3 separate regions of the Zea mays genome follow, and all the other regions are linked to region 1. The links are chromatin contacts, called in public Hi-C maps. All regions are on one chromosome and are shown on one strand. The core of a region is the stretch at or near the end of the contact, and the rest is flanking DNA. Distances in the headings are between cores, read along the strand shown.

The links. A called contact is a pair of places that touch in the nucleus more often than the background predicts.
Region 2: a contact with region 1 is called in a Hi-C map of ear, with 3 times the contacts expected there. The contact joins the enhancer-like site here to the promoter of LOC103642764 in region 1. A contact is called at or near these places in 2 of 25 Hi-C or Micro-C datasets (bundle sheath and ear).
Region 3: a contact with region 1 is called in a Hi-C map of ear, with 2.1 times the contacts expected there. The contact joins the promoter of LOC100193957 here to the promoter of LOC103642764 in region 1. A contact is called at or near these places in 6 of 25 Hi-C or Micro-C datasets (bundle sheath, ear, leaf and 2 more).

Annotation. Positions count from the first base shown.
Region 1 is chr1:197,375,684-197,380,722 of Zm-B73-REFERENCE-NAM-5.0, forward strand. It overlaps LOC103642764, which reads left to right and starts at 2,192. Exons shown (of 1, transcript NM_001368297.1): 1 at 2,192-5,039. The coding sequence starts at 2,298. LOC100194223 reads left to right here. Exons shown (of 6, transcript NM_001139264.1): 3 at 1-98; 4 at 547-621; 5 at 711-773; 6 at 1,569-1,925. The coding sequence ends at 1,649.
Region 2 is chr1:196,997,422-197,002,460 of Zm-B73-REFERENCE-NAM-5.0, forward strand. No RefSeq gene overlaps it. Among protein-coding and RNA genes, the nearest start is that of LOC103642707, 42 kb to the left of the region's middle. Within about 2 kb of position 2,325, at least 14 of the 20 cell types and tissues checked have an H3K27ac peak or open chromatin away from gene starts, as enhancers often do. A contact at or near this core is called in bundle sheath and ear, where this site is marked.
Region 3 is chr1:197,650,538-197,655,576 of Zm-B73-REFERENCE-NAM-5.0, forward strand. It overlaps LOC100193957, which reads left to right and starts at 2,157. Exons shown (of 4, transcript NM_001139026.1): 1 at 2,157-2,307; 2 at 2,476-3,141; 3 at 3,880-4,037. The coding sequence starts at 2,499.

The DNA.
Region 1 (5,039 bases), core at 942-3,441:
ACCCCGCTCCAACTACTGCCCCTCCTGACATCAAGAAACCCAGTGCACCTGCACCTGTACCAGCACCATCTGCATTACCAAAGCAATCCCAGAACAAGGTGAGATGGTTGAGGATCTATGTTGTGTTTTCCTACAAGATTGTATCCTGATCGGTTATTGTGGTTCCACTATTTGTTCTTCTGGAATGGGAAACATTGTACCATCATTTTTCTTATTTTCCATTTGCTGTGGTGCTGTCCTGTGAATATAATGGACTACATGACCATTTGATGTTGGAGTCCCTTTGATGTTTGTACAACCTTTGGTTCTAAATTTGATCTAGTGCATGGTTAATCTTCTAGACCTTTAGCATGTTCGAATTCCTAAGGAAATTTCGATCTAGTGCATGATTAATCTTCTAGCTCTTTAGCATGTTTGAATTCCAAAGTTTCATTTGTCTAGTCCCTTGCTGGCACTGTTGTGTCTAAATTCCTGAATGGAATTTGGTCTTCATAAACATTCAATTCAATGCTGTAATAAATTGTTCCCTTTCTTCGATATGTGCAGATTGATGCTTCGCTTGACAGTTTACTGAAGTCTCTTGATCTAGAGAAGTATTTGATAAATTTCCAGGCTGAAGAGGCACGTTCGATATATGTTGCAATTTTGTATTGTGGGTGTGACTGGTGAGTGGTGACCTTAAATATTGTTAATGGATATTCATCTTTCAGGTTGATATGAAAGCATTGGTTTACATGAATGAAGAAGATATGAAGTCTTTAGGAATTCCAATGGTACTGCAAGGACTTTGCCTTTTTCTTTCCCCAAGTTGGTTAGCATGCTTATCTCTGCTTAAACAAGAGACCTCTGGGTTGAAGCAATATGTATATATTTAAGGTGGTAGAATTTGATCAGACCGCCACTTATCCATACTTTTAGTCCCAGTTTGGCTAACGAGAAGTAACTTTGATTGGCAAACGGGATTAGAATGACCTGATTAGTTGGCGCTGTGCGTTTTCTCTGCGGTTGTCATAAATTTAAACCAGATGCTCTAAAGAGAAAACATATTCCCTTCGGTTGAAATTATTAGTTCACTTTGGCTTTGGGCTAAGTCAAACTTATTTAACTTTGGCCAAGTTTTTTTGAAAAATATATTATTACCCACAATTTCAAAATTAATGCACTATGATAACATATTTCATGAAGGATTGAATGAAACTACCTTGGTGTTGTAGATACTGGTGCACTTTTTTAAAGCCTTGGGTCAAAGTTAGAGAAGTTTATCTTAGAACAAAACCAAAGTGAGCTATAATTTGGAATGTAGGAAGTAGGCACTAAAGATATGTCCAGTCAGTGTTTCAGCTAAGCCCCACATTCATAGTACATCCAGCTATTGCCGCGTCAATGGAAAATATTGATTTCTCTTTGTGATATGCATCCCTTATTTGCACAGCTGAAAAATGGAAGCAATGTCCATTATGTTCTGGTTCCATCTCTGATTGCATTATTACCCAGCGATCATTTGATTCCAATCTACTTAGGATTGATGGATTATTGTGGATATTCTTTCATTTGTTTCATGTTTACAGGGTCCCAGGAAAAAGATACTATCAGCATTGGCTCACAGAAAGAACAAGTCTTCGAAGTCATTGCCTACCAGTACCAGTTGAGGCATCTTTAAGCTTGTGTGGTAGCTAGACAACTTGTTGATCTTGGATATGTGCAAGTGCATCATCGACCTGCAGAGTTAACTCCACTGACGAGCAAGATTCCTATCCATCAAGGCTGATGCGGTGTATAAGTAGAGAACTCCGTGATGTTGGTAGTTGAAGGCAACCAACTGATTGTTGATGTCCCTCCTATTCTGTGATCTCCGGAATATTTGTTGATCATTGGGTGTTAATTCATGATGATGCCTTGGGGATTGTTTCCCCTTGTCCGGCAAACCCAATTCTTGCTTCTTGCGTCTCACCGTCTGCATATCCATCCAAAAAGAATTGAGTTCACAGAGAAATGCTTGAGTTTAACTAAGTTCACAGAAAAATAACAGGCAACATTTATGTCTCCAAACAGGTTTAATATGAAAATATAGTATATGATTATTTTCATCTTCTCTTTGTTTTATTTTATAAAATGTATTTGTTGTCGGCTATTTTATTGTTGAACTAAAACGTGATAATGACAACGGGATAGAGTCGTCTCCAAAAGAGGAGATAATTTTCCTTTGATTTGGGGATAACTCGAGGAAGGCAGCTGGTCCATCGCCGGCGGACTGGTCGGCTTCCTGTGCGGCTGTGCCTCTCTCGTCCCTGTTTCTTATGTCTCTCTCACGTTGTAGTCACGTGCGTGCGTACGAGCGAGGGTGTTTCGTTTTGGATCGTTTTGCAGCGGCCCGTCTCGGACGCCGACGCGCAACACGGACAGATCCACCACATATATCTCTGGCCTGTGGGCCGCCTTTTGACACCTGCAGGCCGAGCACCGCACCGCCTTCCTTCCACCGTTCCGTCCGTCCCGTCCTTCCCCGTTCCTGTGCAGCACAAGCACCGACCCTGCCGTGCGCCCAACCCCGTGCGCCGCGCATGGCTATGGCGGCGGCGACCGGCGCAGGCGCGGTGGGCGAGGGGATGCGTCGGCTCACGCAGCTCTCGCTTGTCTCCAAGGTCTGCTCGGAGCTGGAGTCCCACCTCGGCGTCGCGGACCGCGTCCTCGCCGAGTTCGTCGTCGAACTAGGCCGCGCCTCCGCCTCCGCCGCCGCCTTCGCCGCCGCGCTCAGGGACCACGGCGCCGAGCTGCCGGACTACCTCGTCCGCTCCCTCCACGCCGTCATCACCGCCATCCCGGACAGCGCCCCCGCTCCCCCCGCCTCACGTGGCGCTGGTGCCCGGGGGCGCGTGGACAAGGCGGCGGGAGAGGACGAGGACCAGGAGCCGGGGCTGCACCAGGTGCGCCGGGGGAGGGTCACCCGGGTGGCCAACGCCGGATGCTTCGTTCGCCTCGACGGCGGACGCGAGGGGCTCGTGCACGTCTCCCAGATGCCCGCCCGCGGCCGCGGCCGCGCCGGCGCTACCGTCACGCTCGGCCAGGAAGTTTTCGTCAAGGTCGTCTCGGTGGACGGCGCCAAGCTGGGGCTGTCGATGCTAGACATCGATCAGGATACCGAGAGGGGTCTCCATCCGATGCGGCGTCCGCACCCTGCGGAGGAGGACGCGCCGAGGGCAAATCCGCCAGCTGATCGCCCCAGACCCGCCGGGAGGAAGAAGGGGGTTTCTGGGATTTTCGTTTCCGATGAGGACGACGACGACAAGGCTGGTCCTCCGACGCGCAGACCAACTAGGCGGATGACCTCGCCGGAGAGGTGGGAGGTAAAGCAGCTGATCGCGGCGGGGGTGTTAGATGCCAAGAACTACCCGGTGTTGGATGAGGATGAGGAGGGGATGCTTTATCAGGAGGAAGAAGTGGAGGAGCTTGAGATTGAACTCAATCAGGATGAGCCCCCTTTCTTGTGGGGAAAAGGGCGATCCTCATCTGACATGTCTCCAGTGAGGATTTCCATGAATCCTGAGGGGTCGATGAGCCGTGCGGCAGCGCTACAATCCGCACTTACTAAGGAGAGGCGTGATATTCGCACACAAGAGCAAAGAGGAATGGTTGATGCGATCCCCAAGGACCTTAACCGGTCATGGGAGGATCCCATTTCAAGTGGACGGTATCTGATGCAGGAGCTGATGGGCACAGGACTATCAGCGCAGAGTGTGCCGGAATGGAAGATGACATATGGGAAGGCCGGAACATATGGGCAGAAGTCGAGGCTTTCGATCCAGGAGCAGAGACAAAGCCTTCCAATATTCAGGCTGAAAAAGGAGCTGATCAGTGCTGTTAATGACAACCAAGTTTTGGTGGTTATCGGTGAGACTGGCTCTGGGAAAACAACCCAGGTTACACAATACCTTGCTGAGGCAGGGTATACTACAAGGGGAAAGATTGCATGTACTCAACCTCGCAGGGTTGCTGCAGAGTCAATTGCAAAGCGAGTAGCAGAGGAGGTTGGCTGTCGAGTGGGTGAGGAAGTTGGTTATTCTATACGCTTTGATGACTGCACAGGGCCTGAAACCGTCATCAAGTACATGACAGACGGCATGCTCCTCCGAGAGATTTTGGTGGATGGAGACCTGTCTTCTTATTCAGTGGTCATGCTTGATGAGGCACATGAGAGAACCATCTACACAGACATTCTCTTCAGCTTGCTAAAGCAGCTAATTAAGCGGAGAAATGATCTCAAGTTAATAGTCACTTCAGCCACTCTTGATGCGGAGAAGTTCTCTGGTTATTTTTTTGATTGCAATATCTTCACGATTCCTGGAAGAACGTTTCCAGTTGAGATACTACATACAAAACAGGCAGAGAGTGACTACATGGATGCTGCACTGATCACGGTATTGCAGATCCATCTGACCGAGCCCGAAGGAGATATCCTATTGTTCCTGACTGGCCAGGAAGAGATTGATCATGCTTGCGAGCGTCTCCATGAGAGGATGAAGGCATTCGGTGGGGACATACCAGAGCTTATAATTTGTCCTGTGTACAGTGCTCTTCCTACTGAAGTTCAGTCAAAGATATTCGAACCGGCTCCTCCTTGTAAGAGGAAGGTGGTCGTGGCCACCAACATAGCAGAAGCATCTATTACCATAGATGGGATTTACTATGTTGTTGACCCTGGCTTCGCAAAGCTAAATGTCTATAACCCAAAACTAGGGTTAGATTCACTGGTTATCACTCCGATCTCTCAGGCGTCAGCTAAGCAAAGAGCAGGGCGTGCTGGACGCACAGGTCCAGGTAAATGTTACCGCCTGTACACTGAGAGTGCCTTTCGCAATGAAATGCCACCAACAACGATTCCAGAAATCCAGAGGGCCAACTTGGGGTGGACGGTTCTGAATATGAAGGCAATGGGAATAAATGACCTTTTGTCATTTGACTTCATGGACCCTCCAGCATCTCAAGCACTCATATCGGCTATGGAACAACTGTACAGTCTTGGTGCCTTAGATGAAGAGGGT
Region 2 (5,039 bases), core at 1,075-3,574, 380 kb before region 1:
TGTAGACAAGATGATACTGCACCTAGAAATAAGCAACCAGCTTCTACTCTATACATCCCAGAGTTAATGTCACTTATCCATGGTGGGATCGAATTGAAGACCTGTGTAGTGGCAGTGAACACTTGCTTGACAACCCAAATGATACAACTCTTACCAACCATATTTCTTAGAAGCTGACAAAATTGTGCAAGCAGATCATGTTGCTGATGCTCCATTTCTGTTAACTTGAAGTTCATGTTGTCCCTTTTATGTCTGGCTAACCGCGACTCCATTGTCTCAATGAACTCAGCAAGCAATTGAAAAAGAAACAGCTTGGTAGGGCCTTTATTTATCATGTAATGATCTAGAAACAATGGCCTAGAATTATGAATGTGTGCAGTATTAGCCTTACTGGTCATCAGCCTACGAACATCCGCATTTGAGACCACCACATGCCTTTCTTCATATTCTTGGTCCGACCCCTCATCAAATATTTTATCAAAAAATACATGGTCTGCAGCAACCATATGGATCTCATGCCAGATGAGAGCTGAATACGATGTTTCCCTAGATACTTTGAGACCACCACAAACAGACAGCACTAATGCATTGTTATCCACCTGCTTGCATTGCATCTAGTCATCCATCTCTTCAACTAGCTGCTCCCGTAAGCCATGTGAATTATTGAAGCCATCACACTCACAGAAAACTGGCACATCATGCACATGGATGAGATTTAGAACATGGACAGCGATTTGATTTGTATCTAGAATCAACTCATTGCTATCTAAGTACTCTTCACCCCCGGTGAGTGGCCGAGATTGCATGCATTTGCTCAAAGTAGCCACTTCCTCATCCCAGCTCACCACATCACATAGCTCAGCATTCATGTCTGTCTCGCCAACCATACACTCTCCTTGAGCTACTAGTTTCAATAAACAGTTATGTAACTGAAGACCTTGCGGTAACTCATCATCCCATAGAACATGGCTAGAAATTGCATCAAACACTCCATGGGCATCACTCATGGATGTCATGGGTACCTTGAACAATGCCTGGTCATGCTGCTGCAATAGCACATGTGGATCAGAACCATGCTGCAATTCCATAGCAAGCTCTAGAAACAATGGTGCATTACTGGAAGGAATAAGCACGACATTGGCATCAAGCTCCGCAGTATGCTTTGTATTCTTGTAATACACATACCATGTACCACATGCTAGCTATTGTAATAAGCCATCATGCGCCACTTGAGTTGAAATCTCATCCCACACTACACCTGTAGGATATATTTCCTCCAGTGTAGCTACATCATCCCAAGAAGACAATTCATCAAACAGCTTAGTGGAAGAAGTTGGCGCCATCCTTAAATCCTTGAACATCACCATATTAGGACATGCCACATCATCATCCCAATGGGGCATATCATTGCATACTTTCTGGACAACTACTTCAGCCATCGCAGTAGCAGCCATACGTCTGTCTGTCGCCCATGCCAGAGTCGCGATGGCTGCAATCCACAGCCACCAAACGCCGCCCAACTCCACCTGAAGAAGTTCGTCGCCGCCTAGAGAGCTGGCACTACACGTGCAACAAACTGGATTGAAGAAAACCAGAAGCGCCTTGTGTCGAACAGCTGAGATGCAACAAGTCTACTGCCGCCACACGCCACCGGAATTCCAACCACCACCGCCAATACCACCAAGTTGAACGCCCGCTGGAGATCGACGAACGTTGATGACGCGATGCCGACGCCGAGAGTCATTAGAGGAGAGAGAAAAAAATCACGCCCGAAACCCTGGTCACCAAAGCGGAAACGCTGTAAAGGAAGAACGCGACCTGCTACACGCGACACCAAGGATCGAAAGCCTCTGATACCAACTGTCACGCCCCGTGGCCGCCGGCGGTGAAGACCGGGACGTGAGGAGATCGAGAATCACCTGAACCATGCCTCCATGAGGAAGACGGCGAGAACATGTCTTTCGTTTCTGATTTTCTGTCTCCAACCACCTGCCCGCCCAAATGTCACGCCCCGTGGCCGCCGGCGGTGAAGACCGGGACGTGAGGAGATCGAGAATCACCTGAACCATGTCTCCATGAGGAAGACGGCGAGAACGTGTCTTTCATTTCTGATTTTCTGTCTCCAACCACCTGCCCGCCGCTGCCCTTGTTGTTCACGGGTTTGGTTTGTTCTTGGCCTAATGGGCTGTCTTCTGATGGGCCCAATAAAATGAACTATGACACTTGCCGGGCATGACAGGCTTCCAGAAAGTAAGCGAGAGAGCTGTAGAACTACTCGGGGGCCTTCCGCGGCCGCTTCCGCTCCCGATCTCGGGCCAAACTGACTTAGCCGCTCCGATTCGATGAGGAGGGCACACCGAAGTCAGGGTCGCCGTCTGTCCAAAGCCAACAACAGTAATAGGTTACTTCGCCGAGCAAATCGGGGAACAGCGTGATGATCTCGGTGCCTGCGACGGCGGGAGAGGCTTGTGGCTAGGTTCCACTTGTGGGGAGGGGTAAGTTCTGACTTCCGAGTTCGCGAGGAAATGGCACTAGCTCGCTTTTGCTCCTTCTCTCTGCTCTCGTTGTTGCTTTCCCGCACGCCGCGTCGCACATGCAAAACGTTGGCCGGCGAGGGCCCGTTCCGGTGACAGGTGTCCGGCTACGACTGCGCCGATCAGTTGGTTGGGCAATTCCGTGTGTTGACTTACTTGATCCGGGTGAGGACTTTTAACAATCTGGTCTACAACTACAATGAGCTAAGGCCCTGTTCCAATCTCGTGAGATAAACTTTAGCAGTTTTTTTAGCTACTTTTAACCATTTGTAATCTAAACAGCAGAGCTAATGGTGGTAATTGAAGCTAAATTTTAGCACTTCAATTCATATAGCTAAAGTTTAGCAGGAAGCTAAAGTTTATCCCGTGAGATTGAAACGGGGCCTAATTGATGAGGTAACGGTTCAGACTCTTGTCTTCTTCCTCGTACAGTTCAGACTCCAGCGATCTAAGGGCATGTATAGTGGAGTGACATTAAAATAGTTCTCCAAATACAAGAGACAACTAATAGACTATATCATACAATAGAGTGTCTACAAATATAGCCTATTAATAAATACAGAATTAAATGCATTTGTACAGCATCAGATCGATAGAACAGACGACAAATTCGTACAGTGGGAAGTAAGGCGTCTGTTGCTACTTAGTTTACGAGTTAGAGGCGTCTCTTCACGGAGAGACGCCTCTAAGATTTTTTTACAAATATCCCTTTAAACACCTTAAGAGCCTCCACATTAAACACCACTGTACATGCCTTAATTATTAATCAACAGTAGCACCTTCTACCTTGCATCCATGGCTATCGGCGCAGTGGGCATCCGCCAGCGGTGGAGACACCTTACCTTTACCTAGCGGTGGAGACACCTTACCTTTACCTACCGGGTCCACTGCCCCAGAAAATTTGATATTCGATACTTCTTCCATAAATGTTGATTGTTCTTACTTTTCGAGTAGTCAAGCATTTTTAGTTTTGACCATATTTATATAAAAACGATTAATATTTATAGTACATAGTTATTACCATTAGATATATCTTTGAATTTATTATTATAGTAAAAATATTTAAAGATATAAATGTTGTTAATATATTCTATAAATCTAGTTAAACTAGGTCAGTGCCCGTGCGTTGCAACAGGAAAATATAATATCTCGATAACTTATATATACAAATATGTGTTATGCAGTTATGGGATAGAGGATGACATCCGCGAGCTGTCCGGGATGACATCAAAGAGAAACTCGGTCATGTGACGCACGGGCACTCACCTAGTAGTGTATTATATAAGATAGGTCAGTGCTCGTGCATTGCATCTGGAACATATAATATCTCGATAACTTATATATACAAATATGTGTTATATGATTATGCAGTTATGCTACAGATCACGTGGAAGCGAGAGCGCGACCTGCAGATCGACGCAGCGCAAACACGGCCTGCAACGCAAACGACAAGCACGTGGCCTACAGATCGACGCAACGCAAACACGGCCTGCAACGCAAACGGCAAGCGCGGCCGCACGCACTGCCCATAGAAAACGTTACCATATCTATCCAAATAATTAGCGCTTTTCATTCCCATGGTAATAGATACCAATGTTATTTATTTACATTAATGTTACCATTACAAGTGCTCAACCAAACGCCACCTGAGTTCGACGCGTTTCGTGGCTCACATCTACATGATGAAGTTTTCACTTACATCTGCATGACGAAATTTCGTGGCCCATGCGCAGTGACCAAGTGACCACCCTATCGTTAATTATGACATCAGCATAACAAAAAGCTTAGTACCAGTATTAGTGGGAAGAACACAACAAATGCATTACTGAACGCGGATAAGTCTATTCTCCAGTGAACTAACTTATGTAAAAACTGTAGTCACACTTAGATTAGACCAATGACCTATGGTTTGATAGTGTCATTTTAGTTAAACACATAGCGCTATTTCCCCAAGTTTCTGAAAAGGAGATTAGTAGATTACTGGTTTACTGATCTTCCCATTTCTCTTAACCTCTTAATACATTAGCATTAGCGGCACATTAGTTAGTGAGGATGTACATGAATTAAAGAAGAATAATTACAACCTCAAATATCCCAACAGCAAGGCAAACACAATGATCGTCTTCGCCAAAAGCAAGAGCACAATGGACAACACTCGTTCGACCATCAATCGTGACATAGTTATCCGCAATAACTCTAAACGCACTCTCTTGAAGTTCAATGAAAAAAATCAAATAGAGCAGTATATCTGTAACCAAAAAAGGTAACAGCCCTAAGCAATTATAAGAACCAAAAAGCTACAGGTACATACTTCAGTAATTCTTTGCTTTAGATGATAAATCTGAGCCCTCAGCACCCCACAGGGCTACCAACAACATATTATAAGTATAATTGCAGCTACAAAAAATGTAAAAATAAAAATAAACCACAACATAAACCGAATAGCACAATAATTCTTTGCTTTAGATGATAAATCTGAGCCCCCAGCACCCCATAGGGCTACCA
Region 3 (5,039 bases), core at 907-3,406, 270 kb after region 1:
TTGCTAAGCGAACATCAAGCACATGAACACGCGAGAGTTTAGAGTGGTTCGGGCCGTCAGAGCGTAACACCCTACTCCACTGTATGTTGGATTGCTGTGGAAGCTTGATAATTGAGAGTCCAAGTTGGGTCTAAGTCAGGTCTAAGTTGTAACGTTGCTTGCCTCCCCTTTTATTGCTAAAGGGGGCATGTACAAAAGACTCCGAACCCCGACATGTGGGCCCATAGACATAACAGATGGAATACCCAGAGCAACTAATGTCGGTCACCTTGTGCTATATCCCCGTGCCCCGACATTCGTCGCTTGAGTAGGATTGGCGTGCAGCAGAAGGTTCCTCGGTATCGTACAAGTCATGATGACCGCTGCGCGCGTGCTGCGGTGTGGGCGTACTGCCCACTGTCTGATTGGACAGGCACGCCGCCTGTAGGGTGGTCTGGTTGTCGCCTGCCATTAGAGTGGACGGGGCACATTAAATGCAGAGTCGGCACATCGTCTGTCTGCAGGACGGACAGGCGGTGCGCGATCTCCGCAATAAATGCAGAGATCGTGTGGCCCTGAGGTCTTACGTCAGACTCTTCCCGCCGGCTTACGTCACGGGCCGTAGGCCACGTGGCAGCATCGGGTCCCTGCCTGAGCGGGGAGCGGAGGCGCGCCTGACAAGACCCTGACACGTGTCTGTGCCGGACCCCTGTACGTCCTTGACTTAGGCCAGGGTATTCTTCGTCCCGAGATCTTGTCGTGGATGATTCGGACCTCACTTAGAGGGGTCCGGGTCCCATTCAGGGGAGCACGAAGGTCCCGGGTCGTATTCGGAGGTCCAGGTCATGTATGCTGGGGTCTAGCACTTTCTCACGGGGGTCCGGATCCACTGATGATAACACGGTATATGTTACCTTCTCTGGTCATCTGGTGGCCCCGCTGTCGCCCACGTGGTGAGGTCGGACGCTGTTTACCGCGTTTTCTTACTATAGTAAGGGGTACCCCTGTTACAGGGTACCGACACTATCTATCCGTGTTATTTTCAAACGAAGGATTGCATTTAAGCCAGATCATAATAGCAGTTAAGTTGATTTCGCTTAACTGCTATTATGTAGATATAGGTATTTGTGAAAACATCTACCGTCAAGCTCCAAAAAGGAAACGAGTTCTCTTACTTTTAGAGTTATGGGAAGGTCTTTTCTAAGTATGAATGAAAACAAATAAGTATTTGGATATCAATTTTGTTGTTCTTTTTTTATTGTGAATAAATAGGATATAAAGTCTACTATGTAAATTTATATTCTTGTTTTTTTACCATTGGCTTATAAATATCCCTAAAAGGTGAACATCAAATTCATTATAAATTTTCTCAAATGATAAATATAAAATTCGGAGACAATTTGGATACAAATATTTTTTCACCTTGTAGAGAGCAATTAATGTATAAAACAGTTTTATATAAAATTTTATTCTTTATTTACAATAATGCGGTTCATAACATAAGAAAATTTTAGCATCAAAATTCATACATATCTATTTGAAAATATTAAATTTGTTCTAATAATTCGAATACCCACGTAAAATTGGATGATAAAATGAGAATGATAAGCTAGAAAAACAATATTGCTAAGCTAGAAAAACCATCTTGTTACCCTATCGTATTTTAATCACGAGAAAAATAATGTAGCTTCATAAGAAAATGTCCCAGATCCCTGACCATAATGTTCCATGTGTAAAAGAAATTTATTGCAATTTCATGAGAAAATATGTTCCAACACCATGATAAAAAGCATTCCAAATAAAACATTACAAATTTTGGATAGAAAAACTATACGACACAGTTCATGTGAAAAAAAATACTATAAAAGTAATTAAGACATAAATTTAAAATGCCCAATAACAAGCCTACCCTCGACCGGTGAAAACAGGTTTTAAAATGGTTTCACTAGTGGATTTGCAAAAATTAGAAAATATTGCTAACAAAAAGGATTTATTAGGACGAAAGTAGTTAGAAGTAAAATAAAGAAAAAGAGAAAGACACAAACAATGAACAAGTCTCATGGTCATGGGCCAGCAAACCAGCGTCGTGATGCGCGTGCAGCTGCAGGAAAAATAAAAATAAAAAGACAAAATCAGTCGGCCCAATAGCCATGGAAGAATTGCTCTCCTGAGGTGTGCTCTGCTGCTTGGTGTTTTTCCTCCTCCCGTTCACCTCGCCGTCGACGGGGCCAGGCGGCCGAACACATCCTTGACGACCGCCGTCGCCCTACTCGCAGCTTCCTGGGTTTCATCGGATCCTCTGCTAGCGACGAGCACCCCCTACACCAGGTATTCCCCCTCTCCTTCCCTTCCTCGCAAAACTGAGCATCCGAACCCTACCTTAAGCTATTTGGCTATTTGTATTCAGATCTGACAAGTATTTGCATGTATTGTGCCTACTAACTTCGTTTTTTCTGGCAAAAATTATCGGGTGTGCTGCTGACGCACACACGCAAGGCCGTTACTTGGGCGCCGGTGCCATGCCCGGCGGGTCTTCGGGTCCAGATGGTGAAGTGGATGCAGGATTTGCGAAGCTCCAGGGAGAGGATTTCGAGTATTACATGCAAACGTACTCCATCATGCTGGGACGCAACAGCAAGAAATCAACAGTGGATGTGGATCTCTCGAGCCTCGGTGGGGGTATGAACATCTCCCGCCACCACGCCCGGATATTCTACGACTTCCAGCGCCGCAGGTTCGCGCTCGATGTCATTGGCAAGAACGGGTGCCTTGTCGAGGGCGTCCTGCACCTTCCAGGGAACCCCCCTGTCAAGCTTGACTCGCAGGATCTGCTGCAGATTGGGGACAAGAAGTTCTACTTCCTACTGCCAACACGGTCCATCTTCGCTTCGGCTGCTGCTGCTCGGCATGCTCCTATTATTCCACAGCAGCTTCCTCCTCCACCGTATGCACATGCACGGGCAGGCCGCCCTCGTTTGTCCGAGTTTCATGACCGCTCCTTCGAAGGTGATTATGGGCGGGAGGTTGATGAGATTGGGAATGGTATCAGTGAAACTGCGATGAGGGGAAAGCTGGTAAAGAGGAACAAGAAGTCTTCTGGCGACTTGGATATCTATGGTGGGCATAGAATCAATGTGGAAGCAATAGGGACGCTAGGTGAAGGTGATCTTCTATACTCTATATGTACTTCTGTTAGATATGATGTATGTTTCCTCATTCTCGTGTTGTACTGTGAAAGGAACATATAGTAAATGCCGAAATGGTGATTGTTGGTCAGTCATTCAATCTAGTTGTTGCATTGACTTCTGAACACATAGCAATAAGAATATGCCAATATTACATATTAGTGGATAGGCTAGAATATACACAACCTAACAAAACTTGATGGTTGAGGGAATTTGGGTAACTCTTAGTTACAACGAAGGAAGTTTATGAATTACTTTTCAGAAATGTAGCACTTTCCAAATCCTGATTCAAACCCCGTGCTAAAAAATAAGTCTTTTGTTTCTATAGTACCTTCTAATATTTTATATATGTATTCCTGCAACTGGAGGTCTCTTATGTTCAAATGTAGTTGTATCTTTTTTCCTAATACGAAATTTTGATAGCAATCTGAATGCATTACCTTTGCTGGATAGTAGTAATATAGTGGGGGGACACACAGTAAATTATCAATAGTATTTTTACAGTTTTGGGGATTAAGAACCAGTAAATGATGCAATGAAAGTTTTTCAATCCTGCTGTCCCTCATTGCTGTTGCCAATTATAGATCTTCAATTGGAAACACTTGTACTGTTTTCTTAATTTCTAGAGCTATTTCTATTGGGTGATTTTTTTTTTATCCACAGTGCTGCAATAGTCCATTTCATGGTACTTGACAGACTTCCTTTTATTTTGCAGACAGTAGATCAGAAATAAGATCAAGGGGTGACAGGGATATTGACAACCAACAAGCCCTTCAAGCAGAAGAGAAGGATGTTGTATCATCTGTGGCCACAGTGTTATCTGATCTCTGTGGCCCTGGGGAATGGATGCCCATGGCAAAACTCCACAACGAGGTTTGTTATGCAAATGATAAAAATCTATACCTCTGCAATTTTGTTGCTGTTTTTTTATCTCATGCTCTGGTTAGTCCCAATAGTTTTCTGTTACTAGTGTTATCACATGTTTATAAACTGACGAATGAACCACATGGCTACATCATTGAGGTAATGAAATTCCTATTGACTACAAGTGGGCGCATGCCAACTGGAAATGTTAGCCAAAATGCTAGCATTCCTACCCTGTAAGATCATGTAATAGCTGATGCTTCTATCTGAATCCAGATCATCTGCAGCACATTTCTAATGCTCACATTATTTGGATTTTAGCCTAGGTTATGTTGCCTTTTCCCTACATCTTGTGTAACAGTCATTGTCATGCCAAAGTTCCCTCAAGGGATATACACCTGACCTGAGAAAAAACAAACTATGGAGTACAGTAGAATCATATTATTTGTGCCTGTAGGATACAAAACTGCTAGCATATTAACTTGTTGCTTTGCCTGCTAGCACCTAAACCCATCCAACTAACATGGGCATTATAAGAAACATAATTTGCAAAAGGGCCTCTAGCCTAGTGGTTAAAGGCTTTCGAGTAGCGCCTTCAAGTCCTAGCTTCGATTCCCCTCGGGGGTGAATTTTCCGGCTTGGTTAAAAAAATCCCCTCGTTGTGCCCCATCCGCTCTCGGGTTACAATGTCTTGAGCGCCACCCTCCAGTTGGGCCGTTGCAGAGTCGACGGTTGACGCTGGCCCGTTAGTGTTGGTGGGCCAGGGTTCGAGGATTTTCTCGGCCGGGAGTCCGGGACCATTGTTTCAGTCTCTTCTTAATATAATACCGGGAGGGCGGCCATTCCCTCCCTGACTAAGTTTTATTATTATAAGAAACATAATTTACTTACACAATATGTTGCCTAGTAGACTGTTGTGAGCGTGGCATGGTCCCAACAGCTGCAGCAGTTTTACAGAAGTTACTCAAAAAAGCAATGTAGCACTGAGGTATCGTAGTGGTATGACCTTTT